2 separate regions of the Nothobranchius furzeri genome follow, and region 2 is linked to region 1. Evidence: chromatin contacts called from public Micro-C data. All regions are on one chromosome and are shown on one strand. Each heading gives the region's core, a stretch centred on a gene start, on an enhancer-like site or on the middle of the called end of the contact. The rest is flanking DNA. Distances are from core to core; before and after follow the strand shown.

Region 1 (5,917 bases), core at 1,832-4,331:
TGTTTGGTTTTAGGAATTATGTGCCTAAAACAAATTGTTTCAAAAAGACCCTATTTGTGACATCACAAACGGGGGGCATTTACTGTAGCCCTTTTTACAAGAAATGCTATATTTTGCTGCTTTTAATTATATTTATGCTTAATCAACCACATAATTTCATTTAAGTGAGGAAAAAGTTTATTTAAGAGAGTGGAGCTGCATACAGACTAGCATTTAGCCCATCAGTCTTTCTACAGATAAGCACTGTATTTTCCTAACAGAGGCTGTTCAGGAAGCGATTGGATGAGACTGTTTATAACCTTTTAGACAGAAACATGGTTGTAAAAGTCCAAAATATAATTTGCACAAAAAATGAGGATAACTTCTGCAGAGCCAAAACAACAAAATCCCCACTGCTTTAGCGTGAGCAGGATTGTTTTGTCTTACACGGGGGAGGGGGAGAGCACCCCCACCCCCGACAACCCTGTTTGCTGATCTGATCGTGCATAGAAAGGACTGTGAATGGTCATCGTTGGTTTTGAATAGAATCACTGAATCACTAACATTTGCCTCCTCAGTAGATGCAAACAGCTTTGGGTGCTTTCAGCAGAAGAGTGAGTCTTCTTGAAATCTCCTTGGTTTCAGTTAACTCCTAAGGGACATATCTATCATTAGCTCATATGTGTGCAGGCCTTTAGTGCCCAGCAGGCCATGGACTGCAGCGCCACAGAGAATCGAAGCAGTCGAGTCACCGGCCGTAAAACTAATAGATTAACCTCCAGAAATAAAGCTGTGATGCTGTCCTTTCACTAAAACCAAGTCCTCTTTTTGTTCTGAAATGTCTTTGTGGACCCAAAAATGTCTTAAAGACACAACAAACACTGCTGCTCCAGAATTAAAGGTGTTTAATCACTTATTTATTATACCTAAAAATACAACATAGCAGTTAAATTCTGTACACATTTGTTAGGTCTGCAGATTTACAAAAATGTACAACTCTCGCTAACACTGGGATGAAAACTGTGCTTACGACAGGAAGAAAGTTATTGGTTCTCTGTAACCACTGAACACTGTTTAAGTTCACATTATTAGGAACATGAAATAAAATCTCCTGCTCTGTTCAGCACAAACATTATGAAGCATTCCATAAACATTTGGGGATGAAAATGTGGAATAAAAATAGCCATTCAAGGGAAAAGCTGTGCAGTCTAGCAACAGTGTTTGTAGATGTGTTACTTCTCTAAAGGTTCGCTAGAAGGATATAAATGTGCTTCTATAGTAAATCTAGTTAGAAACCTTTAAATCAAGACTAAGAAAGCACTTAGTGATGACTAACTGCTGTCCATTTCCTTCTTGAATCTTTAAGTTCAGCTTCCAAAGTGCAGCCACAGGACTGCACCGCAAAGACCGTCAATGCTGCCTCCGTATTGTGAGCAAATCCATTTCCGCTGACCCCAAGGCAGTTTGTAATTGTTGGCACAAATCACTCTCCCGTAAAAAAAAAAGAGGACCATTAAATCGTGGAAGTGTCCCAACATCGAGCAAAACTCCTCGGGTTACGCTGAGAGTTCATCTCTTTCTGTTCCGATTGTGTTTCACCGTCTTCTTCCTCTTCACGATCATCTCGTAGAGTTTTTCCAGGCCCGCCTGCAGCCCCTGACCGTCCACGGCGCTGCAGCCCTGCACGTGGTACAGCGTGTACATGCTCAGTTCATGTACGGAGAGCAGCTTCTCCACCTCGCTGACGGACAAGGCTGAGTCTTGGTCCTGCTTGTTAGCCAGGATGAGAACAGGAACCCCCTGGTTCTCTGAGGTGCGGGTGATCTTATGCAGCTCCACTTTGGCCTCCTCCATGCGTTCCAGCTCAGTAGAGTCCACCACAAACACAATCCCATCTGTTCTCCTCGTGTATGACTTCCACAGAGGGCGCAGCTTCTCCTGCCCACCCACATCCCACACCTGGAAGTTTATGGCCCGGGATGCTCCCACGGACACTTTGATCTTCTCCATGTTGAACCCCTTGGTGGGGATTGTTTTGACAAACTCCTTAAGCTTCAGCCTGTAGAGCAGGGATGTCTTGCCAGCTGAATCGAGGCCAATGACCACCACGTGCAGATTCTGGAAGTTTGGCAGGAACGAGGTGTTGGGAGCCATATCAGTCAGCTGATTGCCCATGATTCCAGGCAACGACTGGGAGTCGAGGGAACAGATTCCTGGTTTAATCCTCTCTCTGAAGACCAGCACCTTATCAAAACACAGAGAACTCCCGTTAGCACTGAATGAGAAGATCAGTAAGGCTCATTTGCAAACTAAGAGTCATTTCACATTCACACCTTAAACTACTTGGTGTTGTTTGACCCAACTAGCGTGGAAGTTCTCACCCTGACCTGGATCAGCAATTCCCGGATTGGCTTTAGTTATGTGAAATACTAAGTGCCACACAGAAGAGTTGAATGAAGAATGAACCAGGAGTCTGAGGTAGTATTAGGTTCAGCCTAATCCCCTTAAGACGGTTAAGGTGGAAGGGCTTTTCCTGAGGCAGATCGGTGCTGCAGATGCAATATGTATTCTGGCTCTGGAGGCTGTTTTTGCAGCAGCAGCTATAATCCGGCTGTTGTTGATATCCTGATACCATCAATCATCTGCCCACAGCTACCACAGGACAGGGACTCATTCCTTCTGATAAGGCTTCACATACATGAAGGAAATCCTCCAGCGAGGTGAGAAGCTGGGGTAAAACGCGGTGCCACGTTTCTCACTATTCACATACATCACTTTAGTTCACTACCTTCTCCTGTGCTTGTTTTGTTTAGATCGTTACCTGGTAAACTAGGCAACTTGGGCGTCTTCTCTCGACTGAGCTTGAAATGGACTGGAAAGCCATAACGACTCCATAATAAACGCGAATCCGAACATTAAATGAAACACCAAGCTGCCTTCGTCCCAGAACAACAACAAAAGCCCTCATACCTCTGATATGTAAGGAGGAATAATCACCCACAAGCGATTAAAACATCCATAACGGAAGGTGTTCTGCTCCTCTCTTGATCTCCTCCAGCGGGCTGACTGACAGGATTTATAGAGACGCTCGAGCTACGCACGAGTTACGTCACGGCCACCTGAAGGGAGCTGCTCCGCGCCTCCTGCAGGTAAATATACGAAACTACAGGGCCTGCTGCGTCTGAAAGCCACTTTGTATGGAACTAGGATTGGGACAATACTACATGTAACTTGTACCAAGCTCTGTAACCTGTAACATGTTTTGTAATTGTAACTTTTGTTTTGTAGCATGTAATTCTTGTTTTGTAACACATAACTTCCGTTTTTGGGCTTGTTTTTAAATCAGACAACATTAGATGAAACTTGGTGCACGAAAACGAAACAAAAAAATTCTTGAAATTTACCACAGTAAAAACAAGTTTTTTTTTTAATAAGTGAAAATCAACTTGTGAAAATGATATGTTGCTTTTGATTTGTGGGTCATCAGAACATTTTTCAAAAACAAACTAACACCACTGGCCTGGACTAAAATGATGCTACTCAGAGACAACACTGAAGCCCCACAGGGACATGTGCTCAATTCCAGTCCTGGAGAGCCAGTATCCAGCACGTTTTAGTTTTAATTCTGCTTCAACACACCTGATTTCAATCAGCAGGTAACTAACAGGCTTCTGCAGAGCCTGGTGAGCTGCTGTACAGGTGAATAAACAACTGAAGCAAGTGTGGTGGAGCAGAGAAACCACTAAAACATGCTGGATACCAGTCATGAAGGAGCAGAATTGACTAACTCGGATAGGGTGTGTCCTGTAATCAGCATCATAGGTGTCTTCAATCTTTTCGTCAGTCCCCCTGCCTTTTTAGAGTGAAAAGAAATCACACTACTAAACAGTATAATATTGTCCCACAGGGAAAGTGGGACACAGAACAGCGAGGACAGAATTATCTCAGCAGAGACAGAGGAGCATCTAGAAGGTAAAGGCTAGATCAGGAGTTCTCAGTCCTGGGGGGCTGGTATCCAGCACGCTTTAAATGTTTCCCTGCTTCAACGCCCCGATTTTAACCAGCAGGCTTCAGCAGAGCCCAATGAGCTTCTGATCAGGTGACTCAACCACTGAATCAAGTGTGTTGAAGCATAGAAACAAGGAAAATATGCTGGAAACTGGCCATCCAAGACAAGGATTGAGAACCCTTGGCCTAAAGGATGATCTCCAGGCAGCTGAAGGCCAGAAGACCACATCTCAGCAGCCTGGTGTGCATCTGACTACAGATTACTAAGAAGTTTAAGGTCCTTGGGTCTGTAGCCACCTTCCCAGGTTGTAAACACAAGAGAAAATCTAATCCCAGGTTGATCAGGTAGCAGTGGATAGTAGAAAAAGAGGCAAAGATACCACCCAAAGATGAAACACTGTTTTCAGTTTTTATTTCATGTAACCAGGTAGATTAATGAGTGGAAACATCTCATATACAGGGTTCCTGGCCAAGATGGTTATCTCGCTCCACCTTGTGGCCAGTTGACCAAAGAACAAGGTTTTGTAAAAGGCTCAAGAGTAATTAGTTTCAAACTTTTCATGCGTCACCTTTGGAAATCTCAAAATTTCTGCTATTATGACAGAAAAAATCAGTCAAGGCTAAACATAGGTCAACTCAGTCTAATCCTGAGTTCTTGTGTATTTTCAGTCTACTCCAAGGTCTACCCTCATGCATTTAATCACGCGACTCCCTCCCAATAGAAAGGCTAACGGCTTATCAGGAAGTGTGTGTGTGTGTGTGTGTGTGTGTGTGTGTGGGGTTCAGAGTGAGTTTCTGCTTGTTAAGCAACAATAAAGCTCAACCCTCCCATATTCCAGTCAGAATTTACAAAGCTCTTCGGATTGAGAAGTGAAACATCTTCAAGAAACCAAAGAAGTCTAGTTATTTTCATTTGAACCCTTTTGGATTATTCTAAAGGTATTTTTTCCACTAACATACATTTTTAGAGCAACAATATAAAATAAAGCAGCAGCAACAGTACTTAAATCCTCCCACAGAAGACAGAATACATGATCCTGTATAAGAATTGATGAAGCTGGTTTTTGAGGAGCATGCTGATCTTGTTAAAGAGTCTTGAGTTTTTGAAATTTAGAAACAGACACATATTAGATTTTTACGGAAAAGTCTTGTACAGATTACATGAAAGGATAGAAACTCAGCGCCAAACATTCATGCTGATAACACTACTGACCAGGCATCTATTTGATCAGCAGGGGTCCCCACTGAGCCAGAAGTAGTCTCCGCCATCAGAAAAAATGGTCAAGCTCCAAAATGTGAAAAATCATTGGTCTAATAAAACCACAAGAAATGGATAAAAGGCTGTCAAACACTATACTGTTACCACTATGGAAGTGTGACTATGAAAAAGAAACTCACACTGACTTTGAATTTCACAATTATAAATTTAATCTTCATTAGAGTGGAAACTAAAAATGATTTTGTTATTTTAAAACATTCAAACTGTTGAGTTTTAAAATGATAAACATTATGGCATTGATGGGCTTCCATAAAACCCTACCACAGTACCAGCAAAGCCGCATGAAGTTTCAATGTCACAGTTTATTAAAGTGCAAACACTACCAGAGGTCAACTCTCTTACACCAAAACAAAGCTTTAAAAAAAGCCAAATCATTATGACATAAAATACACTTTTATACAATACCACTAGATTTTCCACCAAACATATTTACACTTAAATGTAAACAAGTGACAAAACTGCAGAATTTTACAGAAATTTCATTAAACCATACACTTCATCGTCTTTGTAGTGACGGATTAAAGCCACTGGGTAAATTTAAAACGACACAAAATAAAGGAAATAAAATCACATTTATTGGAGTGATAAAGTGGTGGTGTTGGTCTGGATTTCATCATCTTACGGGGTGCGGGGTGGTTGAGTTGGTCCCAC
Region 2 (6,504 bases), core at 1,456-3,955, 34 kb before region 1:
AAAAACAGAGAAATCTACAACAGTGATGAAAATGTAAAACATTATGTTGAACTTTTGCTTCACAGACTATTTCTGACAGCCAGCCACATGCAAAGTAGTTATAATGAAATACACAACATAAAATGTGTTTATTACACCTATAGTACAAATGTTGTTATGTTCATTTCTATGATCGTCACAGTCATGTAATGAGTTATTATAATTCTTCCAAATAAAACACACTTATGTGACTTTATAGAGTTTTCTGTCCCTTCTATGCAGCCTGGTGCCAAAGGTGTTTGGCCTGGTGATAGGAGAGCCCTGATTTGATGCATTATGAGGATTTCTGTAAAGTGCAGTATTATCCTTGGCTTGGTCAGTTTAGTGCTTTTTGTGTATGAATTGCAGATGAATCGGGTATTTCTATATTTCTTTTTGCATCCATATTTAAAATTGTATAGCTCTAAGCTGTAGGAAGAGAGAAGGGATTGTTGGAGGTCTCCCGCCACTCCATCAAACTGGATATTAGGAGCAGCCCAACAATGGACAATTAAAATAATTGCCGTGCAGACAATTAAGAAACAAATTTAACAATAAAATATAAAGATAATCTATAAAAATTAAAAGTGTTCAATAGGTTAAAGTGAAAAGAGGTGTGGTCCTGCCATTTGACCAGAGGTCAGAAAACACATAAACTTGTGGAAAAATAAGGAGTTGTTCTTCTTGCTTCAACAGCTTTTCTTCTTCTGCAGTTTTGCAAAGATAAAAGAGATTTGACCGTGCTTGCTTGAAACACGTTTGGCAGCAGTTCTCATGTTTTATTCTCTCGCGGTTTTCTCTTTTATAAATTCTTTTTGAAGATGAGCAAAGAAAACAACACCTCCTCCGGTCTTACTCCCCTCCGAATCCATTCATTATTGACACAATAAATCATAGATGGATTTTAGGTAAAGTCCTTCTGATTACTTCTCTATTACACACTTACCTTCATTCCACAGTTCGCTAAATAAAAGGAATCCCTCTCAGAGTGACTAACAGGCTCGTCTCTGAGTCCTAACCTGCTAACATCTGGGGAAACTGATAACATTCTCATTCCTAACCCTAAAAATCTCATCCTGGCTTTCCAATTCAAACAAACCATCTCATAAACAGAACAACCTGTCTGAAGAGATGATCTCTCCCTTTTTCTCGGAGATTTACGGCTTCCATGTTTGTGTTTTGCCGACAAAAGCCTCTTTGTGAAGCCCAGATTTAAGCCCGCTGTTATTTGAACCACGGAGTGATGACTTGATTACCACACCGTGTTGTCTCAGGTTATCCATTTGGGGTCATATTCAGAGGAAAGGAGTACGCAGGGCAATGTAAACTGCAAGAAATCACAGCCAGGATATTTAAGAAGGTTAGCCAACAGCTCTTTTAATGAAAAGGCTGAAAAATGCTGGTTAGGGTTCTGGCATCTCCAGTTTCTGGTTTAGAAGCTGCTCTGAGATAGATCAGATCAAACACAAACAAACCACTGCATCCCTTTCTAGGATATATTCACCCCAGCACTAGAGCAAAAAAAAAAAAAAAACGTACAGACAAACCGCCTGTCCATTTGAACTATTCGCCCTCCCTCCCTGAGGCAGATTATCAAACAGCCTCAAGCCTGGACAGCAAGGGTATGGAAGGGCTTCATTCCTGAGACGGTGAGTCACATGAACCCTCTCCACTTTGAGAGTCTGTCCACGTTTGGATTTTAGGGGATAACTTTTTTTAGAGAAACACATTTTATTTGACGTTGTTGCAAATATTCTGTTGAAGGACACAACGTAATTTAATCTTAATGGAATTTTTTCTAAATCAGTGGTTGACTTGTTTAGTCAGTACATTTGCAGAGTCTCTAGTAGGAATGAATGCCTTGTAAGTCACTCTCAAGGGAAAAATTGACCAGTGCACCTTTTCTCTGACCTAAAGGTTGCCCACATCACAGCTGAGCTTCAGACGGCAAGTTTTGGAGTCTTATTTCCTGATGTTTGGACATCTCGCCTCTAACTGGACAACAGCAACACAACTCTACCACTGACTTGCAACATTGATGTTATATCTCCACCAAGCCTGAAGGTGTTCTGCCATGTGGTGAAGTTGCTAATCCTAACGGTTAGTTTCAACTAGCCGAGACGCGCTCTGCTGTTTCCCGAGCGCTAGCCTTCCCCGTCATGAGTGAAGATGGGCGAGTCCATGAATGTTAATTCATAGTGTGACGTAGATCTGTCAAGCTTTCAAATGTTTCACCGTCTATTTTCTATCAGAAGCTAATGCAGGAGATAGGTGTAGGAGACTATTTTTATGTTCAGCCTGCATGAAAAACTCACAGTGACAGTTTATAATCATAAATTAAAAAATGATTTTTCTGTTTTCCACATGAATCAATTCCTTTACTCTTTGCAGCATGATATAACTTGAGAAAATTGTCTTGTGATGCTTTATTGCAGTTCCTGTTTTGTTTCAAAATAGGACTTTCCTCTTATTTTAAACGCACCCTCTTTGTAAACCTATATGGTTTTAACATTTAACCCTAATTATGTTCTTAGACATGAGTGAAAATGTCCTCAGTAAAGTGATAAATTTAACTCAGGAGTTTTAGTAACATCTCTCTTGTTTGCTGCTAGCTCAGGCTGTATAATTATTTTATTCCTCCCTATTTTGACCTGCAGACACGCCCCCAACCAGCCTTCGAGGTATTTCCTGAAACTTATTTTGCTGTTTTACATCACATTCATTCCTGTGCTGTCCCCACCCATTCCAGTCGAGGCAGAAAGGTTTCATTCCCAAAGTTTCCTCTGATGTTTTTCTCAGTCTATTGAAATTCTGTCTATCTAAAGAGGGCATTCTTTTGAGGCTGATTGAGGGCCAATGCAAATTCCAGCTGCCTCACCCAGACCGTCAGCAAGTTATTTTCTGTCCCTGGCTCACCAAAAGTGAAGGACACATTATCTTTCAATGTGTAATGATCACTAACAAAGTTAAGAGTTTACGCAGATCATACTCGGCTATATTTATGGGCTAGTTAAGCAAATTTTAAGAAATCAGAACCTGGGGGGACTTTGCATGTCTGTTTTCTGTTTTTGGACTTTTTAAAATGCACTTCTTCTGTTCCTCTATTTGGAAAACCCTTAACTTAAATTGGAAAATAAAACACATTTCTTGGAGTTTATTTTTTAGTCAGGAGACATTACATCTTCACAAAAACATCATTACTCATTCTACACTTCTAGAGTTCATCTTGCCCCCCTTTTTGTAGATTTGTAAAACTATTTTAGAAGCTTTGTAACTGCTTCAGTAGATCTCTCTGATTATCTTGGTGATTTAGTATTCACACAGAAGACTTGCTCCTGTTTCAGGTTGCAGCAAGTTCAGACCACTGCTACAGACATAAATACGGTCACAGTCTGTGTCGCCTGTTCCAGTATTTTTGTTGTTTCGCGCAACTCCCCTGTTAATCATGCATACTTGTTCTTAGTCATTCAGCTCACCTGTTCCTTATCTAGCATTCACTTCCCGCAGCACTTAAGCTGCCTGGTTTCATTCTCCCGTATTGAATTATCCTGTTTTGTTTGTTAGCCCTCCAGGAGTCTTCAGACTATTTCTAGTGTTCCCCGTTTGTTCCTAGTGTTCTGTTATTTTTTTTACTTAGTAAATAATGTTTAGTTTACCTGCCTCTTCAGTGGGATTCCTCTCATTTGCACTTTTTTATCCAACTACATGGAACCCTGATAAACACTCAGACCTGATGGTGTCTTTCTCAGGTCAGATGGTACGACTACAAAGTCCATCATCGACCTGCGAGCTAGGCTGCCCTGGTACCAAGTGCACCGATGGGCATCCTTATGTTCGAACATGGTGTTCGTTATGGCCAAACTGCGGCTTGCACAGAAGTCCAATAATGAAACACCACTCGAGTTCAGATCAGGCGGGCCGTTCCTCCCAATCACACCCCTCCAGGTCAAGCTGTCATTGCCCACGTGAGCATTGAAGTCCCCCAGCAGGACAATGGAGTCCCCTGATGGAGTACTATCTAGCACTCGTCCCAGGGACTCCAAAAAGGGTGGGTACCCTGAAATGATATTTGGCCCATAAGCACAAACAACAGTCAGGACCCGTTCCTCAACCCGAAGGTGCAGGGAAGCTACCCTCTCGTCCTCCGGGGTAAACCCCAACACACAGGCAGAGTCTTGGGGCTAACAAAAAGCCCACCCCAGCCCTCCGCCTCTCACCCGGAGCAACTCCAGCAAAGGAGAGTGTCCAACCCCTCTCAAGGACTTGGGTTCCCGAACCAATGCTATGTGTCGAGGTGAGTCCGACTATATCTAGCCGGTACCGATGAACTTCTGCCACAAGCTCTTGCTCCTTCCCCGCCAGCGAGGTGACGTTCCATGTCCCAAAAAGTAGTTTTCTTGTCCGGGGATCGGACCGCCAAGGCTCCCGGTCTGCCACCCGATCCACACTGCACCGGACCCTTCATGTTCCTCCTCTGGGTGGTGGGTCCACAGTTGGATGAGCCCATGTTTCTGGTTCAGGCTGGGCCCGGCCACCAGGCGCTCGCTCACGGGCCACAACCCCAGGCCTGACTCCAGGGTGGGACCCCGGTAACCCTCTGGGCCGGGTACTCCAACTCTTTGAATTTACAGCCATGAACGATCCTGTGAACATTTGTTTGTTGGGTGCAAAATATGACTTAATTCACCATTTTCACTCACATCACCCACTGGTGCACAGAATGTCAGTAATTACGACTTTACACCATTGGGCTGAGAATATTCCCACAAAGACTGCAGGAAAGCAAAAGGAAGGGAAACACATCTAGAAAGCTCTCCAAAACTGCAGATACCCTAACTGGACGTCTTTATGAAATCCACTAAGAAGTCTGGAAAAGCATCCACAACAGCAAATAGTAAAGAAAAGGACAACTGTGGCGGGAGTCTCAGAGAAACTTAGAAGAATTTTCTCCAATCACAACATCCTAGTAAACTTTAAACCCAACAACTCCCTCGGACAGAAACTGGTCCATCCGAAAGACAAAACACCCAAACAGAATCAATCAGTCAATCAAACTTCATTTATAAAGAGCTTTTCAAACAGAAAATGTACCTCAAAGTGCTTTACAGATTAAAGAAGACCCCACATATCCCACAAACGTCATTGACAATTACCCCCCCCCCCCCAACCCAGTGACACACACATACACACACATGCCCACATTTTATTATTTATTTATTCTTAATTTAATCAAGAAGGTCCCATTGAGATTAAAAACCTCATTTTCAAGGGAGTCCTGGCCAAGGGGCAGCAAAAGTTACAGTTACAAAAGTTTCAGCTCATGTTATGTAGAAAATTACAGAAGGCAGTTACAACACAGGGAATCTGTCTCAAGGGTTCTTAGTCTGGATTTAAATGTATTCCAGGAGATAAACTCGGTTACTTTCCAGTTTTCCTGAGCCTGGTCCATGCAGAAGGAGCAGAGTGAACGCAAGCCCTTTTGCCCAGTTCGGTGGGAGCAAATGGAACACTAAGCAACAACTGATCATTTGCATGCAGACTGACAGAAGTTACACTTCTCCGTGAGGTTAAGTTACAGATGTAGGTGAGTAGTAATCCAAGCATGACCTTATAAATCAAAGTGTCCCTATGTCCCAACCACCTGGTGGGTAAAGAAGGCTATCCCACTAGAGAATACAATTCACAATGATGGGTCAGTGGTCTACAGTTAGTAATAAACCTCAGCGAGGCACGATAAACCACATCAGTCTTACCAAGACGCTGCTTGCACACATGCACACACCACACACTTGATAACATAAGTAAACACTGTGGCTCAGATGAGTCAGGTACGTAAGGATATGCCATCAAAGGAGTCATCTGCCCCAACAATAGCAGATCCACCATGGCAGCAGCCAGGACAAGACACCGAGCAGCCAGAGGAGGAAGGGCGAGGGCCCCCACCTACACCCAAGCACTACCTGGAGAGCACTGAGGCCGCTGCTGCAGACCACCGGCCCTGAGGCAGGGGGCCGGTGGTGTGGTAAAGGAATAAAATTGCAAGAGGTAATATGAAGATAAATAAATAGTGATCAGTTACATGATTGTTTTTTTAAAGTATTTGTAATGTTATAGGGAACACTTATTTTTGTTATTAAACTTATATCAAGAGTAAAATTCAGTCCTCTGTGTGTAAAAGTTTTACGAAATAAGTCTTAATTGAATCAGAGAAAATTTAAGTTGCTAAAATAAACACTTGGTTAAATGTTTCATCAAATTTATTTTGTGCATTAATGAGAGTTTCCTGGGATGCACGACTCTTTCTCTGAATTTGTTCTGTGCCGTTTAATTCTGAATGTCCACAAAATGCTACAAAAAGCTTATTTCTGCATTTTTGCTTGTTTGTTTCTCCAAATTCCAGCTTTCCCTCATCTGGCTCTAAAATTCAAATTAGACTTTAATATACCTCATACATCAAAATCTTTTAAAGACCACAATCTTCTGCAG

The links. Hi-C and Micro-C count contacts between places; a contact is called where the count stands out from the background.
Region 2: a Micro-C map of tail fin shows a contact between it and region 1, with 12 times the contacts expected there. The contact joins the enhancer-like site here to the promoter of arl4d in region 1. A contact is called at or near these places in 2 of 2 Hi-C or Micro-C datasets (skeletal muscle and tail fin).

What each region holds. Positions count from the first base shown.
Region 1 is chr16:48,512,949-48,518,865 of NfurGRZ-RIMD1, reverse strand. arl4d (ADP-ribosylation factor-like 4D) reads right to left here and starts at 3,081. Exons shown (of 2, transcript XM_015962671.3): 1 at 2,981-3,081; 2 at 870-2,223. The coding sequence starts at 2,154. The coding sequence ends at 1,549. It overlaps tmem106a (transmembrane protein 106A), which reads right to left. Exons shown (of 8, transcript XM_015962673.3): 8 at 5,549-5,917. The coding sequence ends at 5,880.
Region 2 is chr16:48,546,477-48,552,980 of NfurGRZ-RIMD1, reverse strand. No RefSeq gene overlaps it. Among protein-coding and RNA genes, the nearest start is that of dusp3a, 12 kb to the left of the region's middle. Within about 2 kb of position 2,705, at least 1 of the 3 cell types and tissues checked has an H3K27ac peak or open chromatin away from gene starts, as enhancers often do. A contact at or near this core is called in tail fin, where this site is marked.